2 separate regions of the Sus scrofa genome follow, and region 1 is linked to region 2. A link is a contact called in public Hi-C data. All regions are on one chromosome and are shown on one strand. The core of a region is the stretch at or near the end of the contact, and the rest is flanking DNA. Distances in the headings are between cores, read along the strand shown.

Evidence for each region. Hi-C and Micro-C count contacts between places; a contact is called where the count stands out from the background.
Region 1: a Hi-C map of liver shows a contact between it and region 2, with 9 times the contacts expected there. The contact joins the promoter of WBP11 here to the promoter of STRAP in region 2. A contact is called at or near these places in 2 of 5 promoter capture datasets (fetal liver and liver) and 4 of 47 Hi-C or Micro-C datasets (embryonic fibroblasts, epiblast stem cells, heart right ventricle and 1 more).

Annotation. Positions count from the first base shown.
Region 1 is chr5:57,748,652-57,751,817 of Sscrofa11.1, forward strand. It overlaps WBP11 (WW domain-binding protein 11), which reads left to right and starts at 1,297. Exons shown (of 12, transcript XM_003481683.4): 1 at 1,297-1,500.
Region 2 is chr5:56,735,058-56,738,522 of Sscrofa11.1, forward strand. STRAP (serine-threonine kinase receptor-associated protein) reads right to left here and starts at 1,832. Exons shown (of 10, transcript XM_003355564.4): 1 at 1,398-1,832; 2 at 585-720. The coding sequence starts at 1,509.

The DNA of each region.
Region 1 (3,166 bases), core at 47-2,546, 1.0 Mb after region 2:
CTTGTAACTAACTGTTCTTCTGGGACTCAAAATTCAGACTAAAACCAAATCAAGTGTTTTCTAAAGCAAGAGTTCCTTTAGATAAGGGACCGACTTTACAGGTTAAATGCCTATTTAAATACTCTCTAAAAGTTAATTATATACCTCCGTCAAGATTTTGGCATATTTATAACCGATAATAAGACTTGGCCTGTGTTAACATTTCCCTATAAGGGAAAGATTAAGGGGAGAAATAACCAAGGTGTCCTTATATTTTCTTAAATATTTAAACTTACCTTTAAAAGGAAAAGATATGGGAGGACTCTCAGATAAAGAGCCCATAAAAGCGAAGGAAAAGGACTGAGATTAGACCTAAGGAACTAAGTCCGTTAGCACAGTGACATCATAAAGGATTTTTGGTGAATGAAAAGAGCAGAAAAGAGCTGACATAAATCAATCTCACAACTCGTAAACTTAAAACTGACTGTACATGTACCCCACGTTCCCTCTTCAAAGAAAAATAGTCCTGCAGCAATCTGGGACTCTGATATGGGCACCGATTTGCTCAGGTCTACAAATGGTCTGTGTAAAAACTACTGAATTTCCAGGCGCACACCACGTTAGGCAAGTGCATCAAGCACAGCAAGAAGTGTTCTTGGGGGATTCTTTTTTATTTCATTTTATTTATTTATTTTTGTCTTTTTTGCCATTTCTTGGGCCGCTCCCGCGGCATATGGAGGTTCCCAGGCTCCGAATGGGAGATCGGAGCTATAGCGGCCCAGCCTACGCCAGAACCACAGCAAGGCGGGATCGGCGCCGCGTCTGTGACCTACACCACGCTCACGGCAACACCGGATTCTTAACCCACTGAGCAAAGCCAGGGATCGAACCCGCAACCTCATGGTTCCTACTCGGATTCGTTAACCACTGAGCCACGACAGGAACGCCCGGGATTCTTTTTTAAACAGAAACTCTCAAAAGACGGCAAGCGCTGGTCATGATCAAAGAAACTACAGAAACACAATCCCCGGTAACACAAACGGCGCTAAACTTCCCCATCCGGATTCCGCCCGCCTCAGGCGGTGAAATAAATGCGGATCCCGGAAATTAGGTCAGAATGCCTGAGGGTAGGACTGTCGTCGCATCAGCCAATCATATATCCCACCCGCTTAATTTTCTTATTCTTAACTGGGCTATAGGAGTGTCAATCAACATGCACTGCACTGAGTAATGAGGGCGGGCTCTCAGCCCCGACCAACCAATTCGGTACTGTACTCCAGCGGAAGAGACTCTGGTCCTGGAGTTGTCGGTTACTCTCTATGGTTTCAGGGCGCCGAAACGATGAGATTGTCGGCCCGTATGGAGAGGAAGTGACGTAAGGATGGCGGAGGGGCGCGAGGTTTCAAGATGGCGGTGGCTGGGTGGCTGACCGAGAGGCAGAGGTGAAGGCCTCTGCGAAGTCAAACAGGCCAAGAATCGTCCCCTCCCCGCTTCTCACAGCCCCAGGAGCCCAGCAGAGGTGTGAGTGTGCGGGATCGTTCCCCTGTGGTTCTTCATCCTTCGGGTCCCTTCCTGGGGCCCGCGCGGTTGCCCCGGGAACGCCAGGCCCCTGTGCCCCCGCTTTTCCTTTTCGCGGTTAGCGTCTACCAGACCGGGAACTAGGGGATCCCCGAGCCTGGAACGGAGCAGCGTCCGGCGGTCAAGCGCCTGACTTCTCCCGGGTTGGTCAGCGGAGCCTCCTGACGTTGACCGGGTTGCCTTAGGTTTGATGTGATGTCTATACCTGGAATCAGGGTCAACCGTCGCTATGGTTTCGGCAGTTGCTAATACTGTTGGCCCCTTGTTGGACCTGGGCTCCGTTCCTTTGAAGCCTCTTTGGAGGTTGAGAGTTCCGCTGAACAGCCCGTGACCCGATGTCTCTATCGCCTCTGCTTTTAGACAGGAAAGTAGTTTGTGCATAGTCAGGCTCCAGCATCTTCTGTAAAAATTCTCTGTACTTCGTACCTGTTTTAGGCTTCAGGCTGGGGAGAGGAGTGTCAACACCTAAGCCTGAGGGTAATTGAGAGAGGAAAGCAGAAAAGATAAAGCCATCAAAGATGCGAGAGCTTGTATTTGCACCAATTTTGCTTGTTTCCGCTTCCTTTCGCCCCTCACTCCCAGTTTTTGTGAGAAGGAAGCCCTTGACAGGGTGAATTAGTTGTTACTGGAACAGTTTTGAAGCTTTTTAGCAGAAATCCAGGCAGTTGAACACTTGCCGAAAGAGGTATTAACTAATAAACTTGCCTGAAAAAAACCTTCATGAAGGGAAGGGGGACTTACATGGTCTGCTAAAAAAGTGTACCTCATGATTTCTTTTCCACCTTTTATTATTTTCAAGAGCAAGCATCAAAAAGTTAAACCTCATTCATTTGGAATAACAGGAAGAAATAGTGTAATAGTGTCTTAAATTAATTAAAATTTTGACTTACAAAGTATTTTCCCTCAAACACAATTAACGCTTCCAGTGACCTTAAAAAAATACAAATCAGAAGTCAAGTTGATATTAGTAAGAAAAATATGTATCTTGATGTTTATGTGTTTAGAAGCTCTCATATACTTTCATTTTGAATATTTGTGTTTTTAGTTATGTTTTAAGCTTCTGCTTGAGAGTCAAGAATTATATCTGAATTCTAAATCTGCATTAAATAGGCTTAAATTAATGAGTTTTTACTGTCTTAGAGGTGTTGGGAAAACATGCCAGGAAACCAATGAAAGAGGCAAGGGTGAGCTATTTGTCGTTGAGCCCAGTTTTACACACACACCATCCCTTCTTATTCCTTTTCACCCTGCCTATAAATACAGGAAGGATATAGGAAAAGAACTAATAGCTTCTCATGCACATGGTTCATGTCATATTGTTGAAGCGTTTTCTGATTGATTTTTTTTTTTCTATTGATGAGTCAGTATTGTGATCCATAGAAGAAAGTTAACTGACGACTAACTGATATTCATAGTGATCTTCAGGCTCATTACCTTTGTAAATAATAATAGGAATCTGTTGGGGAAGTTGAGACTATCTTTCCTGGGCACTAAAGTCAAGACTAGGGAAAGAATAAGGTCTCAATCAAAGAAATGTTTCTTTTCAGAGTTTAGTAGGAAGAAAATTTTATCAGTATAAAAAGAAATTTTGTAAATATAGGAAAAATCA
Region 2 (3,465 bases), core at 582-3,081:
AGAGATGGGAAAGGACCAGTTTAGGAACCTAAACCATTAAGGTAGTGGCAGAGGTACAAGAAACAATGTGGTCAGGAAACATTCTATTGGCAGAATCAACAAATATGATAATCTAGATGGAAGAGAAAAATCAAGAATGATTTAGAAACTTAGAAAATGAAAAATAACTGAGTTTGGGAATCTTAAATATGTCTAACAAAAATGAGAGTGAAACTGGGCTAAAAATGTGGGGCATCAAGCACTAAGAAGTTAAGGAGTATAAGGTATTATTCAGCTAGAACATGTGGAGCAGTATTTGCCAGCATGACCATCAACATTCATTATCTGAAGTGCTTGTTAATAATGCAGATTCCTGGGTCCCAGTCCAGACATACAGAACTAAGTCATTTAAGTCTCTGAACATTTTGAGAAAGCAGCAGATAAAATATGGGCGGAATTTTGGTGACATCAAAACAACATGTGTTCTCTACGTTAGGCAGTGCATGAGAACTTTATGAATAACTTTTACTGAACTTTTATTATTGATCATTTCAGAACACAATTCACAGAGAACTGTAAAGGTGGCCATTTCTGGCTACACTTACGCTGTGAAATCTGCAGCTGCTGTAGCTGCTTTGGTGGCATCCTTATTCAATGTTGCACCCCAAACAGCACCCTTATGACCCAAAAACGTTCCAATCCAGTCTCCTGTATCTCCCTGGCGTAGCATAGGTTTGCCATCTAAAAAATATGTAAGAAAACATGTGATGTAGAAGCTCAAATTACTTAAAATCTAGGATCCGAACTTAAAACAAACAGTGATGAATAACAAACTTGAAAACTGCTTTTGTTGTCTAACTGTTCACTCACTGGGGTCACTAAGGCACATCCAGAAATAAATTAACTGAAGAACTGGGCCATTCTCTCTGGGAAGGACTTGAAATGCGGCAGAAAGACTATTCATCTGCAACAAAACAATCTAGACGTGAACCTTATTTTGGACAAACTTAATAGTCTCAGCTTCCACTTGAAAATTGGAAATGAAAAATTCCATACCACAGAAGAATATCCAATGAAATAGTAGAAGTGGAAAGTCTTTGTAAAATAAAGTGTTACTTAGCCTGGCCTAGTTTCTGCATTCCCCAAATCCTTTAAAGATATTTACGGTGTTGGCCGGGGCGTCTGGGCAAGTGCACAGTAAAGCTTATCCAGAAATAGCAAAAAAGGTAAAATGAGAAGCCTTGGTTGGGGGCATAACTTACCAAAGCTTCTCCTGGCATCAGCTGCGCAATCCTTAACACTACTCGCCCTACCAGCCCACTAATCTCAAAAGCCGCAATCCATTCGGCAATGGGAAGTGCCGGCCCCACTCCCTTTCCGCCCAGTCCCAACCATCTGAGCCCAGCGGCCCTGCTCACCTTTGCAAGCACTGATTAAGAAATAGCCATAAGGCGTGATGCCACTGAAGGCCAAATCCACCACAGGCCGCGTGTGGCCGGAGCAAGTGAGAGGCGTTTGCCTCATTGCCATGGCGGCGGCGAGCCGAGCGATCCCGCAGGAGAGCTGAGGGTCGTCTCGTCTTTTCTCTTCTCCGCGGCAGCGCCTCTCACTCAAGGCCTACGCCCTGACGCTGGGCCGGGAAACAGAAAAAGGCCAATCTGGTGGCCCCGAAACCAGGAAAGGGTTAGGGGTGGGTCAGGGAGTGTGCGACTGGCGGTCGACCGCCGCCGAGGGAGGGAAAGGGAGGGAGGGAGGAGAGTAGGGGAGGGGGAGAACAGGAAAACCGGCAGCCACGATCCCCACCGTCCACACCGGTACTCGCAGGAAGTGACGACACTAACCCTCCGCCGGAAGTGACGAACAGGAGGGAAGGCGGGTTCGCTGGGTAGAAGAGGCGTACTGGAGCGAGAGCGACCGCAATGCGCAGGCGCGAGATCAGCTCAGGTTGAGCACGTGATGCTGGCTCCACGCTGGCTACGCAGGGCTCTTGGCCGCGTTCCAGGCACTGGGTGAAAATCCTAGCGCTGAGCTCTAAGCAGCTTGGGGTGCTTTTCTGTTTTTGAGCCGTTTGGAGTCGAGTTGGGGGCGTGCGGAAGCGGGTCCTGCTTCAGTCATACCCCGAATCTGACCGCATCTGTGGTTTACGCACTGAGCCGTCCAGTGGTTTGGACTGTGCTATCTAGACGTCTACACTGAACAACCAGAATTGTTTCCAGCGGTGGCCCAAACCAGCAAACACCGTCTAAGAATTTTTTTTCCAATCTTTGTTAGCAGTTGTATAGTCAGCTCCTCTGGGATTGTCTACAAGTAAGGCCCTTAAGAAAAGTCTTTCTCCCAGTCACCCCTTGTGCTGTGTAACCTTGCATTGTTAGTGTTTCAGACGTGAGGGTTATGCGACTCTAAAAACAGTTAAATTAGTTTATCTTTTGAGGACGTTGGGAGACCCATGAGCAATGGTCCTCAAATTTTTTGATGAATACCCACATCAATAAAACTTGCGTCCGTCCCCCAAATATGCGATAGTGAATAATTTGTGAGTTATTTGCATATTAGTGCATAGAGAAGAATAGAAATATTAGAAGAACCTTAAACTTCAGTGTAAATAGAAATACTGGTGTTGTCTTCCTGCAGGCTCTCCTCTTTGGATATCACTCCGTGGTGTAGCAGAACTGTTGATGGATTGATTGCTCATGCAAAAACTGACCTGAGCAAGAAGGGTCCTTTTTCTGGGCAAGTTATTTCTTTCCTTTAATGCTTGTTAGGATGTCAACAGAAAATACCAGAGATTTTTTTTGTGGTCTCTTTCACTACTTTATCCCAGGCCATAATGTCTTGGCACATACCAATACATATCTAATCAGCACAAATGTCTGCAAATGTTTCCCTCTCCCTCATCTTTTTGTAGTAAACATGTATCTTCGTTCAAGTCTAATTACTTGAATGGAGACTTGAAGTGCTTCCCCATTCTATTTCATTAGCATTTTGTTCATTAATTTATAGTACAGCACTTACTATATATGTTTTCCACTATCTTTTTTGTTTTCTCTGTGCCAACCTCACCCCAAGTTCCTACACACATGCACACACACACTCTGTTGACATTTAAATTGTGAGCTCCTTAGTGGCAATTGTGTGGCACTGTTGTCTTTCTACTCTGGTATCAGAAGAGTGAATGGCATTTAGTGAATGCTGGACAAGTGATTATTAAGTAAAGTAAAGCGTTAATGATGGAGGCATCTAAATAAAAGATAAAACTCGTTAGAACAACTAGTCAGTAAGATGTTAATACATGGCCATTTGTTGCTTATTGTGCGTAGGTAACTGAAAACTTTTGTCTCTAAAGTACGTATAATTCTTTTTTGTTGTTGTTGTTGTTGTTGTTGTTGTTGTTGTTGTTGCTATTTCTTGGGCCGCTCCCGCGGCATATGGAGGTTCCCAGGCTAGGGGTCGAATCGGAGCTGTAGCCACCGGCCTACGCCAGAGCCA